Regions from separate parts of the Anas platyrhynchos genome. Here region 2 is linked to region 1. The links are chromatin contacts, called in public Hi-C maps. All regions are on one chromosome and are shown on one strand. The core of a region is the stretch at or near the end of the contact, and the rest is flanking DNA. Distances in the headings are between cores, read along the strand shown. Region 1 holds the start of ZNF451 (zinc finger protein 451). Region 2 overlaps DST (dystonin).

Region 1 (3,431 bases), core at 43-2,542:
TGCTGAAAATTTCCTATTCAGTGTCATTTTCATAGAGGAGCAGTTTCAAAAAACAATGCCACCTTGTTCTATTAACCCAATATTATTGCACATCAGATTATCTACCTTCAAGAATAACAAGTAACTAAGTGCAAATACAAGCTACAAACAGAACAGCTGCTATCAACGTTCTGTTAGCACATATAAGTTAAAATGCAAAATATGAAATTTTAGGCATCAACAAGGACTTGAATTTTCTAAGCAGTAGTTTAGTTTTGTTTATGCACCTCAATAGTGATGAAGTTGTAGAAATTTGTTACCTAGTCTATTTTAATTAGTAGTCAAACAGTAAAAAAGAAACAAGAATTACATCTCACTGAAGGGGCTAATTCTGAGTTTACACAACAGAAAATGTATATAAAAATATTTCAGTCATTGTGGTGGTTGGTTGGTTGGTTTTTGCCATTCAGCATCTCAGTATATCTACCAGAGAGCTGTTTTCATTCACACATGAAATGGGGCTTAAAACTTACAGTACAGTAACTTGCTTACAAGAAAAGTGCACTAAATTAATGCTGACTTTAAGTGCCCTGTGATGCGTTATTTCTTTCACAAAGCTTCCAGATCACCAAAACTTAACATACTGTCCTCAAATCTTCCTCAGGTATACAAAATTTAGTAAGGAGGAATAGTGACGTGCTTTGTGTGCATTTAGGTCTTTCATGTAGGCATGCAACTGTGTCATTACATGTTCCTATTTACCCAGCGTTAATGCGTTGAGCAAAGGCAATTCATATGTACTTGGGGTGGCTCAAGGTAACTGGGGTGAAGGGAGGAGAGCAGTAGTAGATAAAAGGCAAGAAAACAAGTCAATAAAATAAATAAAATTCATCTTAGCTGTGTCATTTTATTTCAGGATCTCATCATTTTCAGTTACAGGTCTCCAAGATATCAACATTTCATCCATTAACATTCACAAGCCCGTTTATTTTCCCTCAGCATTTTGTAGCAGCAGAGCCCACCACAGACATCCATCCCCGTCGCCCACCCTGCTCCCCCACACAGCCTGGCTGCCGCAGTGCATTCCCCAGCCAGGAAACTCAAATTATAAGGGAAAAGGGGTCGCAGATCCCCAGAGTAATGTTTCTTTTAGATCTTCCAAGCTTGCCCACCCTGCATGAAGCCACCAGAGCCGAGGCCCGGTGGTTACCACACAGCTTCCACCCCCTGCCACCCCCTGAGACATGGCGCGGGCGGGGCAGGGGGCATGAGGAGGGAGCCCCGGGAGGGGGGGGGGGGGCACGTTTTGCCCCCACCCCGCCCTCAGAACCGAAGCCTCTTTCAAGCAGGGCGGCCACAACGTTCCCCGCCCGGCTACCGGCGCCGGGACAACGGTGTCCGGGGGGCGAGCAGGGAGCAGGGCACGGGCGCCATCGCCCCACAGCCTCCTCCTGCTGCTGCTCCCGCTCCCGCCTCCGCGCCCTGGCCGCCGCCCGCCGCTATGGCCGGCGCCGGCCCCGGCCCCGGTCCTGGTCCCGGCACCATCGCGTGGGTCCCCGGGCTCCGTGCACCGTAGCGGGGAGGGGATGGAGAAGGAGAAGGGGAAAGGGACGGGGGTGAAGCCGGGCGGCGACTACAAGTCCCGGCAAGCCGCGCTGCCGCCACGCCTCTCCCCCTTCCCCGCCGCCCCCGGGGGAAGAGGAAGCGGCGCTGCAGCGGGCAGCAGCCCCAGGGTGGGTTTTGGGGCGAGCGGGGTGGTACCGAGCCCCCCAGGGCCATGCCGAGCCCCCCGGGGCGGTGCCGAGCCCCCACGGGTGCTTCTCCCCCTGGGGACGCCGGCAGCGGGGCGCTGCCTGGGTTAGGCCGCGGTTTGGGGATTGGGGTGGGGGGGGGGCCTGGCAAATTGAAATCCGCGGTGGTGAGGGGATTTGGGGTTTGTGTCTCCCTAGGTGATGGAGCCCTACGGCTCGGCCGCCGGTTCCGAGAGGAGGTCGTCGGCTTCCGAAAGCGAGGACGAGATTGAGTTTGTTGGAGTAAGTAGGACCCCGCGCCTGCAAACGGGGGCTTGGGGCAGAAAACTTAATGCGTGCCCTTCAAATGTAACCAAAATCAGCAAAAATTGTGACATCTGAAGTCGTCGGTGTCAGCTTTAAGATAACAAGTTTGTATTAAACAGATAACAAGCTTATATCAAAGGTGCTTTTGGCCCCTTCGTTGGGAAGGTGCTGGGTGATGCCAGTCGGTCCTACAGGGCGAACCTAGAGCCGAGCAGCCCAGCGGGTGGGTGTGGGGTGTGAGGGGGCCGGGGGGTACACGGCAAGGTCAGGCACTGCTGGTCGTGTGGCGGGGTGCTTAATGAGCAGCCTCATCAAAGGTAACGAGGTAAGAGGCCTTAAGCAGTCTTCTCAAATCGTGAAGCAGTGTCCTGTACCTACACTACAGCACCAGTTACCCGTTCACCTTACACACACCTAACCTTAAGATACTTATATCTGTCAAATACCCAAGGAAAAGAGGGTGTTTTTCATGCTGGCAGTGCTCTAGCCTCAATCCAGCATCAGTCAATTGGTGCTGGATGGCAGGCACATGTGGAAGAACAGAAAGATGATTTATCCTAAAGCAGAAGTCACACAAATAAGAGATAAGCCATTTATTGATGCTGGGACTGAAAATGGGTGGCTTCCTATGGATTTCTCTTGTTTTTAATGCTAAAAAGTAAGTGGCAGTAGATTTCTTCCTGTTTTTCATGGTGTTTGATGAAGTCTAAGTTCATTGTACACCTTTCTGCACAGGTATTTAGGTGCTGAGGTATAAGGGGCATACACATGTTTTTGCTAAACCTATAAGTACTTGACCGTCTCTGAGACTTCTTGATCTTTTGGTTGAATTTTACCAGAATTGACTAATGAGTTCAGAGTTCTTTAAATAAACGGGCAAGCGTTCATGTGTAGCATGATTGTATAAGCCTCACTTTCTTAAAACGCTGGGCGAAGAATGAGGAAGTTAACATAGCTTTGGGCGTGCAATGATTGAAGGGCTGCTGTAGAACTGAGAACACCAACTGAAAGAAAAGAAACGTATAAAATCAGCGGTTCTGCTACCTTTTTTTTCTTGTTTTTGCACGTGTTAAGCGCAGATGCTTTGTGGTCCTGTGATGACTGGTTTGAGACAGGCTGGCCTGTCTGGGAGGAAGGCTGCTTAGCCTTGTTTGTGCAGGGTTGGTGTCCTGGGGTGAGGAGGTTGCTGTGGTCACTGATGAACACAAGGGGAAAGGTGTCTGACACTGGCTGCATCCCCGTTTTGGATCACTACCACATGTCCCTGTAGTAAACGTGCACCTTTCAGAAGGATTTCTAATTTATTTTTATAGCTTTCAGATCAGTGTTTCCATATAATAATGTGTATGGCTAGATGTGTAGTGGCTTCATAAATGTTGTGTATGAATGCTACCT
Region 2 (3,839 bases), core at 235-2,734, 50 kb before region 1:
TGATATTCTGCTTTCAGTCATGAATGTTAACATTCCTGACTGACAGGTTACCCTCCTTTTAGGCTTAAACATTCATTTGTTCTTTTTAAGCTGTTGTAAAAGTTGCATAACAGCATTCAATCAATATTTAACCATTTGAAAATGTAAGTTCTTGTATTACACAACAGCAGTTAATACCGTTAATAATTATCAAATTGTTTTCTCTTGTAAAATCAATTTCAGTTGCCTCATCTTATGTTTGGTTGAAAACACTCCCTGCCCAAAGCTGGATTTTCCCCAAATTTTTCAAAGGCTGACTCAGAAGCCTGAGAGCAGGACTGATGAAAATATCCAGTAGGTTTTCTGAGGACTCTGGGCTTCAGAACAGATTTCAGTTCTCAATATTCTTCATGCTAGACACAGACCTTTTGTCCTCTTTCTTAAAGGCTTGTCTAAATTTGCCAGTGCTAAGTCTTTAAAATATAAATATCATCTGCTAGCCTTGGCATCAGGGAGTATAAAGTAAAGCTCTTGAAAGCTTGGGTTGAATCTCACTACTCTGACTAGAAAACTGCTCCAGAACTTACTGTTCCCTTGATTAGAAGTAATTTTCCTTTAGTTGCCACCTGAAATTCATACCTGGTCTTTAGTTTTTGTGACAACAGCATTCATTTCCTTAAATATGTTTTTTGCTTCGCTGATGCGTTCATAGCCTGCACTGTACCTCCTCTCAGCGTTTTTTGGTTTTGCTGAGCAAGCCAACTTCTTTTAATCTCTTATCTGCTTGTCCCTGTCATCTCATAGACCTTCTCTGCAACATTAAGCTTCACTATTCCTAGGGCTCAGGTGACTACCAGTGTGATTTTACCAGAACTTAAAAAATAAAAAGAGGGAAAAAAAAGTAAAGCAAGGCCAAATGTAACATTTAAATTTATCTATGTAGCTAAAATCTCTTCAGGTTGGCACTCACTAAACAAAGCCTCTGAGGACTCCTACAGCTGCCAGGCCAGTGCCCCACCATCACGGCCTGACCACCAAGCCAAGTCCGCCCTCGCAGCCCTTCCCTCCGATGTCAGGACACCTACCATCCTCGCTGAGGAGCTGAGCAGGATCCTTCCAGCCTGCAGATACGGAGGCAGCATTGATCTCTCCATCTAACAGCTGCCTGCTGAGGTTGCAGGCTGATGGCAGTGTGAGCAAGAAGCATGGAGAGCCAGGGAGGGCAGGCAGCAGACCTGCCAGGAGGGAGGCTGTTTCTTTTATGCTCCTGGTGATTTGGCCGGCCGTACTCAGCCAGCAAGAGGAAGAAGCCGTACGATCTGAGCGCAGGGAGGACAAACACCGGAACCAGCACACGGGAGGAAAGGGCTGGAGAAATACGCCGGGAGTGACAGGCTGAGGGACAAACACGGAGACTGGCTGACTCCAGAAATAAAGTCTGGGAGCTGGAGCTGAGGAGAAAAAGTGTTCAAGGGCAAACAGGCTGGATAAAGACTAGAGGAGAAACAGAGATGCGAGGCAACGGCTGGGGCCAGTAACCAGCAGTGCTGGAGAGAGAGACCAGGGAGAGCTAAGGATCTGATGTGCTGGCATGAAGCTGGTATTGCCTCAGCAAGAGGCTCTGAACGAGGTTCTCTGAGGAACGAGGAAGGTAGGACCTGAGGAGAGGCAAACAAGAGCCAAGGAAGCTAACGAGGAGCACATAGCCAGAGGCCACAGGGAAAAACAGAAATCAAAGAGCTGGCTGAACAAGTGCCTCTGAGCATCACGCTGACTGAGCAGGTGAGCCTGGGGATGTCACACGCAGAGGGTGTGACACAGAGGAGCGATTCGAGGGCTGACAAGGAGAGAGACAAGGGCTGAGGTTGGCAGAGGAGTAAGGACGGAGGAGCAAGACTGAGCAGGTGGGAGAAAGGAGCCAGTGGTGGGACAGAGGCAGGTCAGGAGCGGGCTGGAGGGACAGGGTAGAAAAATGGTAGCTTGGGAAGAATGAGCACAAAAAAAGCACGTTCCCCTAAGGGACCTGTAGGAAAACTGGGATTTCACCTAACTCAGCCACCTGAGGGCTCCTCTAGGAACATTACCTCCGTCCCTTTGGTACGGATTCACAAGGAGGAATACAAACATTGTCAGTCTCTGCCTGAGCTCCAAGAGCAGAAATTTCTGTGGTCTGGTTCAAATGTCAAAACCTGCTGATGAGCCACACAACAGAGCTTTATTTTTAAGTTTACTTTTTTTTTTTTTTTTCAACAGTAAGGAATTAGACACAAAGTTTATGTTAAAGTACTGTTTTTAAGGTCAAGCACTAAAATGTTACCACATTCCAGACTCAAGGTTCACCACACAAGCTTCATTCAGCCTTTTCTTTTTTTCCTATCATGGCACAGTCGTAATGATGTGGTCATATGCTATTGTGTCCACAGTCATTTGCTCCTATTTAGTACAAACAATGAGTAATATTCACTCCATAAACAGGTGTTCAATATTTTATCATCCTGATTTCAAAGGGCAGCCCCTAAACTTATTTCATACTATTCAAATAATATGAAAAAAAAAAAATTCTGTTTAAACCATTTTGTTGTGCTCATTACTACAGTAGTATCTCACTGCTCTGTAAGTATGAATGATCTTCCACATCACACAGGGCGCAAACTGAAAGCAAGAAGACAATTCTAGTACCTAGGTCAAATTGAGATACTAGGGGCCTCATTTTTAGGAGTTACTACAATTATGTATCAGCAACACGCAGACCACGGCACACGGGGAGTTCAGTGGTGAATGGCAGTTCGAGAAGTTTAGGAAACCCAACTACATGCTTTAAATCATGCCCTTAGAAAATGGAGGATAAAAAAAATGTTTTAAGCCAGTTGTTTGGTAAGTTCACAGTGACCTTGCGCCCATCCTTCACTCTTCAAGGCAGCACTCGCTGCTTTTTATAGAAATAAAAGATCCTTTCTCTTCTCGCAATCTCCTGTTTTATTCATTTACACACTCTACAACTTCTGCAGTAGAACTCCTACACATAAGAGTCATCCTAAGAGCACTTCCACCCTGCAATGGATACAGAGTACATCCTGTGAGAAAACAGTATGCCATCATACATTTAAAGTCTGTATGACAATGCAGATGCAAAGTCGACCGAAGTGAAGCTGCATGGGTAGCCTTAATTCCAGCATTTCCTAACGTTTGAATACTTGCCTTTGCCAAACTATTCTTTCAGCATAATACCCATGTGCAACGTTATATATAAATACTAATGGAAAAGGGAGTCCCTTGCTATATAAAGATGCAGTGTTTATGTGCCACAGTAGGATGTTATACAATAGAACTCTGAAGACTGGCTCCTGAGGCAGCGAAGGAAGAGGAAACATCTGCATTTAGCCTTCATAATTACTAGGCATCTGAGAGACAATTACTGGTCATTTTTAGTCGTGCAAACAACACCATCATAACAAAATCATAGCTGATTAATGATTTTTTTTTTTTAACCTGCCTCCTGCTACCGTACAAAATTTAGTATTTGTGATCATTTACATAAAACTCATTTTGGTACTACTAAGACCACTAGCATAGTTTAGCAGCTTGGGTTTACATTACCATCTTGCAAGGGAAGACATTGGGATTAAAAAAAAAAAAATCTGAACAGTTAAAAATTTAATTTCTCAGCGAGGCTACGCTGCATACACATAGTGTAATCTCACCATTGAACACCAAATCCCAGTTGCTATAAATCATGGCCAAAAAAAAGTATTAGATGTTTTTCAAGCAAAAATTTTACAGCTCTATTTCTTTGATACAACAGTTGAAGAATATTTTATCTATTTTATCTCATTCACTTCTAATTTAGTAGAAAGTTAACT

What was found. Hi-C and Micro-C count contacts between places; a contact is called where the count stands out from the background.
Region 2: a contact with region 1 is called in a Hi-C map of F1 follicle, with 2.9 times the contacts expected there. The contact joins the enhancer-like site here to the promoter of ZNF451 in region 1. A contact is called at or near these places in 5 of 8 Hi-C or Micro-C datasets (F1 follicle, F5 follicle, liver and 2 more).

Annotation. Positions count from the first base shown.
Region 1 is chr3:94,657,696-94,661,126 of IASCAAS_PekinDuck_T2T, reverse strand. It overlaps ZNF451 (zinc finger protein 451), which reads left to right and starts at 1,292. Exons shown (of 16, transcript XM_072036325.1): 1 at 1,292-1,527; 2 at 1,929-2,012. The coding sequence starts at 1,932.
Region 2 is chr3:94,707,951-94,711,789 of IASCAAS_PekinDuck_T2T, reverse strand. All of the region lies in intron 3 of DST (dystonin), which reads right to left. Among named protein-coding and RNA genes, the nearest start is that of DST, 24 kb to the right of the region's middle. Within about 2 kb of position 1,484, at least 3 of the 8 cell types and tissues checked have an H3K27ac peak or open chromatin away from gene starts, as enhancers often do. A contact at or near this core is called in F1 follicle and subcutaneous adipose tissue, where this site is marked.